Regions from separate parts of the Mus musculus genome. Here regions 2 and 3 are each linked to region 1. Evidence: chromatin contacts called from public HiChIP or PLAC-seq and promoter capture Hi-C data. All regions are on one chromosome and are shown on one strand. The core of a region is the stretch at or near the end of the contact, and the rest is flanking DNA. Distances in the headings are between cores, read along the strand shown.

Region 1 (3,298 bases), core at 678-3,177:
CTCCTCCCCCTTCCTCCCTCTTCCCCCCTCCACATTCTCTTTATAAGCTGGTTACCTCAGGTGCTTGTTATAGCAATGGAAAGCAGACTTAAGCGTCTTTCTCATTTGCTTCCCTTCCGTACAAACTCCTGGAGGGGAGGGTCCAGGGTGTTATTTATCCTCTGGGCTCAGAAACCTGATTACTGCTTGACATGCAGAAGATGTTCAGAAACTGTTTATTGAGACCTTTTGACCTTACCCCCTGGCTCTCTGAAATTCTACCCTTTGGCCCCATCTTCTCTAATCCTCTAAATACTTAGGCATAGTCCAGCCCTCCAACCTTCCCTGGCATTGACATAGCCTCCCTGCTCCCTGTCTTTGTCATTGTCTTCCTCCTCCTCCTCCCTCCTTCTCCTCCCCCTCCCCCTTTCTTTTCCTCCTCCTCTTCTAGAGAGCATGTCTCACTCCGTGGCTGGCCTAGAATTCATTGGGGAAACCAGGCTGATCTTGAACTTATAGTGATCCTCCTGCCTCTTCCTCCTGAGTGCAGGCCCTCCCCACCACGCCTAAGCCTAGGTTTTCCTAGTTACTCATGGAACAGGACAGGTATCCTCTGTCCCAAATCCAGAGGCTTGGCTGTAGGCACTCTTTGCAGCCCTTCAGCTTGTAGCAGCCACAGCTGCATAAAACACTCATTCCCAGAAAAATCTCCATGCCCTGGTAGGGAAGGTAGCAAAGAGCTGGTAGGCCCTTGTGGGATGTCAGCCACCCATAAGTCACTCTCATGTGGCTGTGACCTCAGGACTCTGTCTTTTAGAAGAAAACTGTCCTCTTTCCAACACCACATTCTCCTCAAAGCAGCCTTCTCAAGGGCACCCAGATTGCAGAAGCTATGTGCCATATCTGCTAAAAGAACAGAGGGCAAGGACCTCTTTGATGTAGTCCCGGCAGAGCACCGGAAGCAAGGATAAAAAGGCCCCAGCATAAGAAGGCTGACCCTCAGCCCACCCCAGCGTTTTTGTGGCGTGCTTTAAACAAACAAAAGGTTTATTTATATTTAGCTTGTGTGCACGCGCGAATTTCGCCCACAGCTGTGTGTATCTAACACATATGTTCTTGGCACCATGGATCAGAAGGTGTCAGATTCCCTAGAACTGGAGCTATAGACAGTTGTGAGCAGTCATGCGGGTGCTGGAAACGGAACCGGGGTCCTCTGCAAGAGCAGTAACTGCTCAGGACTGCTTAACCATCTCTCCAGCGCCCCTGGTGGTGGTTTTTGACCCCTGACGTTAGACAGTGTGGGAGAATGATGTTTGACCTGGGTTCTAAGCCTTGTAGGACTTTGGGCTTCTTCAGTCTCCTTTCTGAGACTTAGTTTCCCCTTGTGTAAACCGAGACCTGACTTAGCATTGCCTATCTGCAAAGCTTCTTAGTTGATTCACTTGGCCAAAAAGGACAGAGTTGTTCCTCTTCATAGTGGAAGAGGGATGCTATGTGGGAAGGAACTCTTCCTCCAGGCCATGGAGAGGCAGAGATGGGGGAAGGGATCAGGGAGATATTATCAGGTAAGTGACAATTTCACACTCCATAAAAGAGAGGAGAATAGGCGAGGCCCTGTGCCCTGAGATCGCACATTAGCTCTTAGGTGCTAGGCGCTGCCCCCACTACCCTCCCCCCACCCCCCGAAATTGGCACTCAGCAGGTTGGGTAGAGACAGAGACCTGTCCGGTGTGGTCCAGGCTAAAGGGCCTCACCCTGTACTTAGTTTAGGGCCAGCTTATGAGGGGAACAGGAAGAAGCACAGGCCTTAGTTCCCAGAGTGGGAGAAAGGGGTGGCCCTGGGACAGAGGGAGAGCAAGGGATTGGCAGTGACTGTGGGCAGGGCCGGTCCGGACAAAGGCGGAGTCAACTTGTACACGTGAAAAACTCTGGCTGGGGCCCGGCTTTTGCCTTCCTCCTCCTCTTACCCACCTTCCTGCACCCCTCCCTTCTCCCTTCTCCCGCAGCTCAGGTTACAGCTTCTTTGGGGGGAAAACCGCTCACCTTTCCAGGGCCAGGAAGAGCCAGGGTCCCGAGTAGGGACCCCGGCGGGGCGCGGGGCAGGGCACCTAAGCCTGGCAGCGCGGCCGCGGAGGGCGGGAGCCGGCTCGCCACGACCGGGACACGCGCAGAGTCCGCCGCGGCGGCCAGAGAGGGGCACCGCGCCGGGCAAGCTGAGCAAAGGTAAGCCGGGCGGTCCTTAAAGGGGCCGACTGCCTTTGCGCTGGAGATTTGGGCAGAATTCCCCAGCTGCCATAGGCGATGGGCGCTCGGCAGGCGCGCTTGCGTTTTATTTTTTTATTATTTATTTATTTTTTTGGTGTGTGTGTGGGGTGAAGGATGCCCTGGGAAAGCCACTCCCAAGTTCCAGGTGCTGAGGCAGAACGCGTGCCCCGCGGGGACTCTGGATCCCGGACTCCCTTTGGCCCTGACCTCCGTCGGAACCCTACAAACGCAAAAGTTCCCCTCCCAGGCACAAGCCAGACGCTAAGTGCTTTCCTTATGGGAAGGACAAGGGTCAGGAGTCCCGATAACGAAGGGATTCAGGAGAGTGTAGGGCCAGATTGCCACCTCGAAGAGCTTTCTGGGCTTTCGTGAACTTTCCAGCCCCACAGGCCATGGGTGGTAGGCCAGAGACCTGGGGAAAACTGAGGACAGGTGAAGCCCCGAGCGCTGGCTGCGTGGTGAGGAGAGTCGCTAGGGAACGTGTCTCTTCTCTTGGGCTAAGTCCAGAGAAGCAATGATCCTCCCCTCCTGTGGACAGCGGTTGATAGCGTGTGGGAAAGGAGGGTGGGTGGCTCGCTCTTCAAACGCATGGCTTGACTGCTCTGTTTGGAGGTCACAAACAGGACTCTGAAAATGGGGTGGGTCAGAGGCTCTGTTCCACGCGGTTGGGGGACAGGCCCCTGATGGCCTTGGGGTTGTTTTCCCTGTACTGAGGGGTCAGCACCCCTCTAGGCTCCAGCGGCCTCATATATTTCTCTTAAGCTTTCCCAGGAGCAGGGGTAGAATTGTGGGATAGGGGCAGTCCTCAGAACCTTCTGAGTTCTGGCTGCTGCCATCTGCCCCTCTTTGTCATCCCAGCTCGGCCTTGAGCAATCTTCCCCAGCCTACCCAGCTGTGTTGTGTGGCCTGGGCCCCGTGGGTCGCAAAGCCCCCACCCTATCAGATGTGAGATTCAATGGAGGCACATAGCCCACAGTGAGGCGGGGTAGGTGGGGATCCAAATCCTTGTGTCTCAAGAACGCATGTCTTTGTCATGCCTTGGGCCTGGGATAGC
Region 2 (2,954 bases), core at 204-2,703, 72 kb after region 1:
GTTAAAAGCACTGGCTGCTCTTGCAGAGGACACACATTCGATTCCCAGCACCCACATGGTGGCTCACGAATATTTGTAATTCCAGTTTCAGGCAATCTAACCCCATCTTCTGACCTCCATAGGCTCCAGGCATGCCCATGGTGCACAGACATAAATACGGACAGGTGAAGCATACATAAAATAGACAAATCTAAAAACGATGTTTTAAGAAATGAAAAGTAAACGGCAAGCAAGTCTCCATCAACAGAAGAAAGCTATCAAGCTACCTACCACAGGGATAATTGGGAGGAGATAAGGGTCTGAGCCCCAGGTCACCCTTCCCATCTCTGAGCTGCTGTTCCTCTAGAACTTCACAGCAGTGGCTAATGATTATATTTTTTTCAGGTGATAACTTTGTACCTTATTTCATGTACTATAAATCCCACCTTTACTGCCATTAAATTAGTCTATGCCATCACCCATGGAGTAAATGAGCCAGAGGGACTCTTAAACTGGAGCCTTCCTCTGATGCACAGTCCAGGACAGGTATGGGGTAGCACTCTGAGGTAGTGTCCCTGCTCAGGAAATTGATTATCTCCACTTCACGCCAAGGTATCATGGGGTCACCCAGCCAAACACTTCTGTGGGCACGATGTCACAACCTCCAGCACTATTAAGACACTTGGCAAAGGAGACACTGAAGGTCCTTAACTGCTGTGCTCCTAGGTTCTGGTGTGGGCACCGGATCCTAACTCCCTCAGGAGCAGGACCATACACCACTGTCCAGGGCTGTGGGGGTGTCGGGTCGGTATCAGGGTCTTGGAGTGTAAACAACCCCTCCACCCTGTCAAGGCATTTTCAAGTGGGAAGAGAACTCTGCCTGGAGGATCATCTCAGAATTCCTCTGCGAGTCCTGGGGTTCCTGCCCTCCCTCACTGCATTGGGAAGGAGAAATAGAACCCTAAACAGAGCTTGGCCTTACTGCCTTCCTCACCTGTGATGGAACAGGTGCAGGGTGATACCCCCGCACCCCAAAGCATAGAATGGAGAAGACCTAAATTTCTAGGACTGGGGATACTTGCCTAGCATGTTATAGGCCTTGGGGTCAATCCCAGCACCTAAAAGCAGTAAAACGAATGTCCAAGTTTCTGGGAGTGTTTGGTGTTTTTGCTTTTGTTTTTCCAAATGACAGTGTACCGGACCCCTTGAGGTTCCAAATGAAAGCCACAAGAAAGTCATGTACAGATAGGACTGCTTTTAGAGAGTAGGGCATGGGAGGTAGAGAGCCGCGCTGGCAGACCCTCGAAGTCCAACGGCAGCACCCCAAGACCAAGTGATGTGGATTCAGATCGCCAGGCTGAAAGGCTGCGCGGTGTAGGGCGCGAGGAGCCTTTAGCACTAGCTGGCGGGTCGCGCTCCCGGGTGAATTAACCAACGTGGGGCCCCCAGGAACGTGAAGCGAGGCGGGGCGGTCCCGGCGGCGGGACACGTGCGTCCGCGACGCCCCGGACCTCCAGGCGTCCCCGCGCTGGCCGAGGGCGGGGCAGCCGCGCGGCGCTCCCCTCCTCTCCTCTCCTCCCCGCCCGGCCTCCGGTTGGCCGCGGCACTCGGCCCTGGGCTCGCTGCGAGCTGCCGGCCGAGCCATGGGCTGCGACGGCCGGGTGTCTGAGCTGCTCCGCCGCAACCTACAGCCCACGCTCACCTACTGGAGCGTCTTCTTCAGCTTCGGCCTGTGCATCGCCTTCCTGGGGCCCACGCTTCTGGACCTGCGCTGCCAGACGCACAGCTCGTTGCCCCAGATCTCCTGGGTCTTCTTCTCGCAGCAGCTCTGCCTCCTGCTGGGCAGCGCCCTCGGGGGTGTCTTCAAGAGGACGTGAGTGTCGCGCCCCGCACGCCCCTCCACATCCCCGCAGCTGTGACCACCTGCCCAGCTGGGCTGGATCTTAGCCCAGGGGCTGCCTCCCTCCCCCACTACAAGCTCTCCCGGAAAACTCTCTCGGGACTGAAGGTGACATCTGGGCTATGTATTTGTCTCACTCGTCCCGAGAGAGCTCAGAACCCTTTCGCCCTCGCTCACCGAGCCCACCAGCCAAAGAGTGATGGAATGTACAGAGATGCGTAAGACCCTTATTGCTCTGTTCCTCTGAGATTTTGTAGCCTCGGCGCCGGAGGTGGAATTGGCACTGAGGGGAAGACAGTTGGCGGTGCCAGCTCAGGGGACAGTTCTCAGTGACAGGGCTGGCCTGTGGTTTGACTAGGAACCCACTGGTGATTCCACTCATAATAGGTCCACATCAATTGATACAGCTGATCCCTTTACCAAGATGGTGAGGCTCCTGGGATCTCCTAAGGGAGACAGGACTCGGCTGCAGCATTTGCCTGCGGAGGCTGAGCCCTTGGGCCAGGTAGAGAAGTGTAGAGCCTCTCATCCATCCTCTATCTCTAGTACCCAGAATACCCCTAATGTATCCCTCCACCTTGTTACTTCTCCCTGGCTTCTGTCAGGACAGAGCTCTGGTCTATCCCTGGCACTCAGAATATTACCCTTTTGGGTGCCGTGCAGAGCCCCATTTTTCTGGTGTAGGAACCCCTCTGAAGATATTTCTAGAAAGTCAGCAGCCTTCAGTCTCTGTACAGCCAGGAATAGACCTAGAACTGAGACCTAGAGCTGAGGAATGAATGGTTTGCACACCAGAGGCTGCTGTGTGGTCTTCCTTGTTCTACTTCCTAAAGGAGCAATTATCTGGACTGCAAAACCACAATTGGGAGGTCTGTTACAAAACTAGATAGATAGATAGATAGATAGATAGATAGATAGATAGATAGATAGAATAAAAGATCTTGTGCAGAGGCCATTCTAGGCCAAAGGGTGTGCAGCTGTGGGACGATGCAACACAGGTGTCAGTATAAAATGGACCCCAGTCTAAGCAATCCAGAGCCTGCTGCACCTCAGCAATTGGAGAGTGACTATTTTC
Region 3 (3,416 bases), core at 834-3,333, 130 kb before region 1:
CTCTGAAAGTAGTGTCCTCCAGAAGATCCCCCATGACAGGAAAGTGAGGCTGGTGGCAGCTATGCATCTGGGAGGGGACCCTTTTGACCGAGGTTAGACTTTTCCTCTGCCTAGAATTCTAGGCATGACCTATTCAGCATCTAGTGTATGGTTCTCCCCCACCCCACCTCCCTATTTGAACTTTCTCTTCCTTTCAAAAGATCAAACAAGTGAACAACTTCCACAAGTGTAGCTTGTATTGTTATAGCATGGAGACAGGACAGCAGTGGAGAAAGTGGTCTTCTCTGCATTAGCCTGGTGGCATCTGGGATGAAGAACTAGATTCTAGGGTATCAGTATGCTCTATACCTGCATATTTTGTCCAATCAATAGGGAAAAAAAGAGTGTCTTAGTTAGGGTTTTACTGTTGTGAACAGACAACATGACCAAGGCAACTCTTATAAAGGAAATATTTAATTGGGGCTGGCTTACAGGTTCGGAAGTTCAGTCCATTATCATGGACTGATAGGTGAGAACATGGCAGTGTCCAGGCAGACACGGGGCTGGACAAGCTGAGAGTTCCACCTCTTGTTCTAAAGGCAGCTAGGAGAAGACTTGCTTCCAAGCAGCTAGGACAAGGGTCTTAAAGCCCATGTCCAATGTGACACACCTACTCTAACAAGGTCACACTGAAAGAACCTAGTGGTGAAACCCCCACTCAGCTCCCGATTCGGCTTGCACCCAAGAATCACGAATAGAACACAACACCTTGATGTAACAACACGAGGTATTTTAATGGCGGAGCTCCGGGTGGAAATGTATCTAACACGGGAGACAGTGGATTCGACCACGAGGCTTGGAAGCTAGGGGTTTTTATAGAAAAGGAGTGGGGCTGGGGGAGGAATTGGCGCGGTTTCACATGATTGGTCCATTTAAACATCAGGAGCCTGTAACATTTAACTTAGGTCAGAGGGGTGGGAGATAGGGAGGTGATGGGCTTGCCCGGGCATGTCCTGGTCTGTTCTGCTATGTTCTCAGCCCCAGGTTTCAAAGCTCACAAACAACTCTTTGGGCTATTTGACATACATTACATAAATCACAGGTCTCGAGTTTTATTTCCTTTCAACACCTACTCCAACAAGGCCACACCTACTCCACAAGGCCACACCTCCTAATAGTGCTGCTCCCTGGGCCAAGCATATGCAAACCATCACACAGAGCCTGAAAAGGAGGGCTGTAAAAGACATGGGCACCTTGTAAATATCCAAGACAGAGCCATTCTTAGCGTTCCCTCTGCTGAGGAGTTACAGGGATGCACTGTCCACCTCCCTGTACATACTACTCAGTTGCCACAATGCTGCTGCTGGCTCTGGGATCCCCCGGATCTGACTACCGCCTGTTCAGCAGTCGTCACAGCCACTGGGTAGGATCCCTTGAGGCCTCTCTGCATACAGTGCTGCCTCTCACACACGCTGAATGGGCAGCTCCTGGATCCTGGCAACTGTCAGAGCCCCACACTCTAAGAACTGACTCGTGCTCCCCAAATCCCTCAGACTTTCAGCTACAGCTCCTGGGATTGCCCCTTTTTAGAAGCCTCCTTTCTCAAGCTACATGGGTGGCAGTAGAAACTAACAGGAAGACAACCCGAGAGAGACAGGCACCATAACCCCGGATGTCCTTGGGTTCACTGCAATCCTCCTGCCTCTGCTCTTGGGTTCTCAGAGCCTTGCTGAGTGTTACCTGGTACAGTTGATTCTAGAAAGTTTTTTTTTAATGCCTTGGCAAGTTCCAATTTACCCTGATGTAGACCACAATGACCTTTAAGACTCCTAGAGCAGAATCTTTCCTGATAGCCATATTGCTTAGGACTCTGTCACTCTACCCTCTGATCCTTCAGTCGCCATTGTGTCACTGGTAGGGCTATAGCAATGCTGCACCAGGCTGAGTTCTCTTATAACCTCACCCATGGTCTCCCCATTCTTTGAACCGACTCTTACTCATCCTTTGCCTTAACCATGACGTCATTTTCAAGAAGTTCCCACACCCAGTGTCTGTGGTAACTATCTCCAGACAGCCTGTGCCATCTTCAAAGGACATGACTCAGCATCTGTAACTGACTCTTGACCTCTCCATCCCAGCACCGGGCTGTGTTCCTTAAGAGCAGGAGCTGTGAGCCGGGGGTGGTGGCGCATGCCTTTAATCCCAGCACTTGGGAGGCAAAGGCAGGCGGATTTCTGAGTTTGAGGCCAGCCTGGTCTACAAAGTGAGTTCCAGGACAGCCAGAGCTATACAGAGAAACCCTGTCTCAAAAAAAACAAAAACCAAGGGGGGAAAAAAAGAGCAGGAGCTGTGTCTGCTGTTGGTATTGTTTGCCACTTTATCACAAGAGCACAGGATTGCAAATTAGTTGTTGAATTTGTATCTCTGGGTGTCCTGCACAGACAGGTTCTCTCCTTGGGAAGCAGTCTCACCATACTCCGCTCCTGAGAAACTTATCCCCCACCTCCCTCTAGCCCGAGTCCTCTCAGCGTCTATTGAAGATGGGAAAACCCAAGGTGTCTTTTTCTACTGTCACAAACCGTGCCTCTTCTGACACCTGATAAATGAGTTTCCTCCTCACATACTGAGCAATTCTGATGCCACACTCCCCAGCAGACACCAGCTGATTGTCCCCTAGTTCAGTTCTGACACTGCCTCCTGAAGAGAGGGAAAGACCCCTCAGGTGAGGGCTCCGTCCAAATATGACCTCTCCTGAGGTCTGGAGATACCATACATCCTGTGCTCTGACCAATCTGGCTCAGAAGCAGGGATTTGCAGGCCGTTCTTTGCCAACTCCTCCCTTGGGCCTGCTGTTGACCTATTATTGGAAAGGAACGGTATCCCTGTCGCCATTTTGCAGCTGTCTTCTTCGCTCTGGGTATTTCTGTTCTGCAGTCACCTCCAGGAACAACAGGGCTGAGAAACATCTGTGACTGGAATGGAATCTACCACTGCCTTCTTTCACCAAGGCCCACTTGACTAACTCTGATAATAATCAGCTAGACCCCACTCTGACTGAGGCCTTTTGTCCTGGGTCTGTCTCATGTGATTCGAATCCCTTCACCAATTCTTCTCATTTGGCTTTTTATTATTATTATTCAAATAAGGGTCTCACTCTGGAGCCATGACTGCCTTGCAACTTGCTATTGAGATGCCAAAGCTTTTAAATTCAGACTCCATTTTAGAGAACCTGACCTAAGTTTGAACTCAGGTAGACTAACAGGCTGGTATCCAGCACTAGTTTCCAAGTTGCCGCCCCCCCCCCCCAACAAAACCTGAGCCTAGCTCCAGTCTCTAGGCTAATCCCCAACAAGACCAGTGTCTCTTGGTTATCCCCCCAACAAACCTGCACCCCAGGTTACAAGCCCACCCCTTGCCTAATGACCACCAATGAAGAG

Evidence for each region. HiChIP or PLAC-seq counts read pairs in DNA pulled down with a chosen protein or histone mark. Capture Hi-C pulls out chosen DNA fragments and counts their contacts.
Region 2: a promoter capture Hi-C map of pancreatic islet shows a contact between it and region 1. The contact joins the promoter of Mfsd4a here to the promoter of Cdk18 in region 1. A contact is called at or near these places in 13 of 39 promoter capture datasets (the 3T3-L1 cell line, cranial neural crest, embryonic stem cells and 9 more), 1 of 15 datasets of contacts at CTCF or cohesin (embryonic stem cells), 5 of 484 Hi-C or Micro-C datasets (liver, myocytes, nephron progenitors and 2 more), 5 of 115 datasets of contacts at active chromatin or transcription factors (embryonic stem cells and pancreatic cancer cells) and 3 of 9 other capture datasets (adipose tissue, embryonic stem cells and pancreatic islet).
Region 3: a contact with region 1 is called in an H3K27ac HiChIP or PLAC-seq map of embryonic stem cells, with 11 read pairs. The contact joins the enhancer-like site here to the promoter of Cdk18 in region 1. A contact is called at or near these places in 1 of 15 datasets of contacts at CTCF or cohesin (the NIH/3T3 cell line), 2 of 484 Hi-C or Micro-C datasets (both in embryonic stem cells), 7 of 115 datasets of contacts at active chromatin or transcription factors (embryonic basal ganglia, embryonic stem cells, oligodendrocyte precursor cells and 1 more) and 3 of 9 other capture datasets (adipose tissue, liver and pancreatic islet).

Annotation. Positions count from the first base shown.
Region 1 is chr1:132,138,314-132,141,611 of GRCm38.p6, reverse strand. Cdk18 (cyclin-dependent kinase 18) reads left to right here and starts at 1,927. Exons shown (of 16, transcript NM_008795.2): 1 at 1,927-2,202.
Region 2 is chr1:132,066,561-132,069,514 of GRCm38.p6, reverse strand. Mfsd4a (major facilitator superfamily domain containing 4A) reads left to right here and starts at 1,453. Exons shown (of 10, transcript NM_001114662.1): 1 at 1,453-1,852. The coding sequence starts at 1,623.
Region 3 is chr1:132,263,403-132,266,818 of GRCm38.p6, reverse strand. No RefSeq gene overlaps it. Among named protein-coding and RNA genes, the nearest start is that of Gm29630, 13 kb to the left of the region's middle. Within about 2 kb of position 2,083, at least 76 of the 459 cell types and tissues checked have an H3K27ac peak or open chromatin away from gene starts, as enhancers often do. A contact at or near this core is called in the NIH/3T3 cell line and embryonic stem cells, where this site is marked.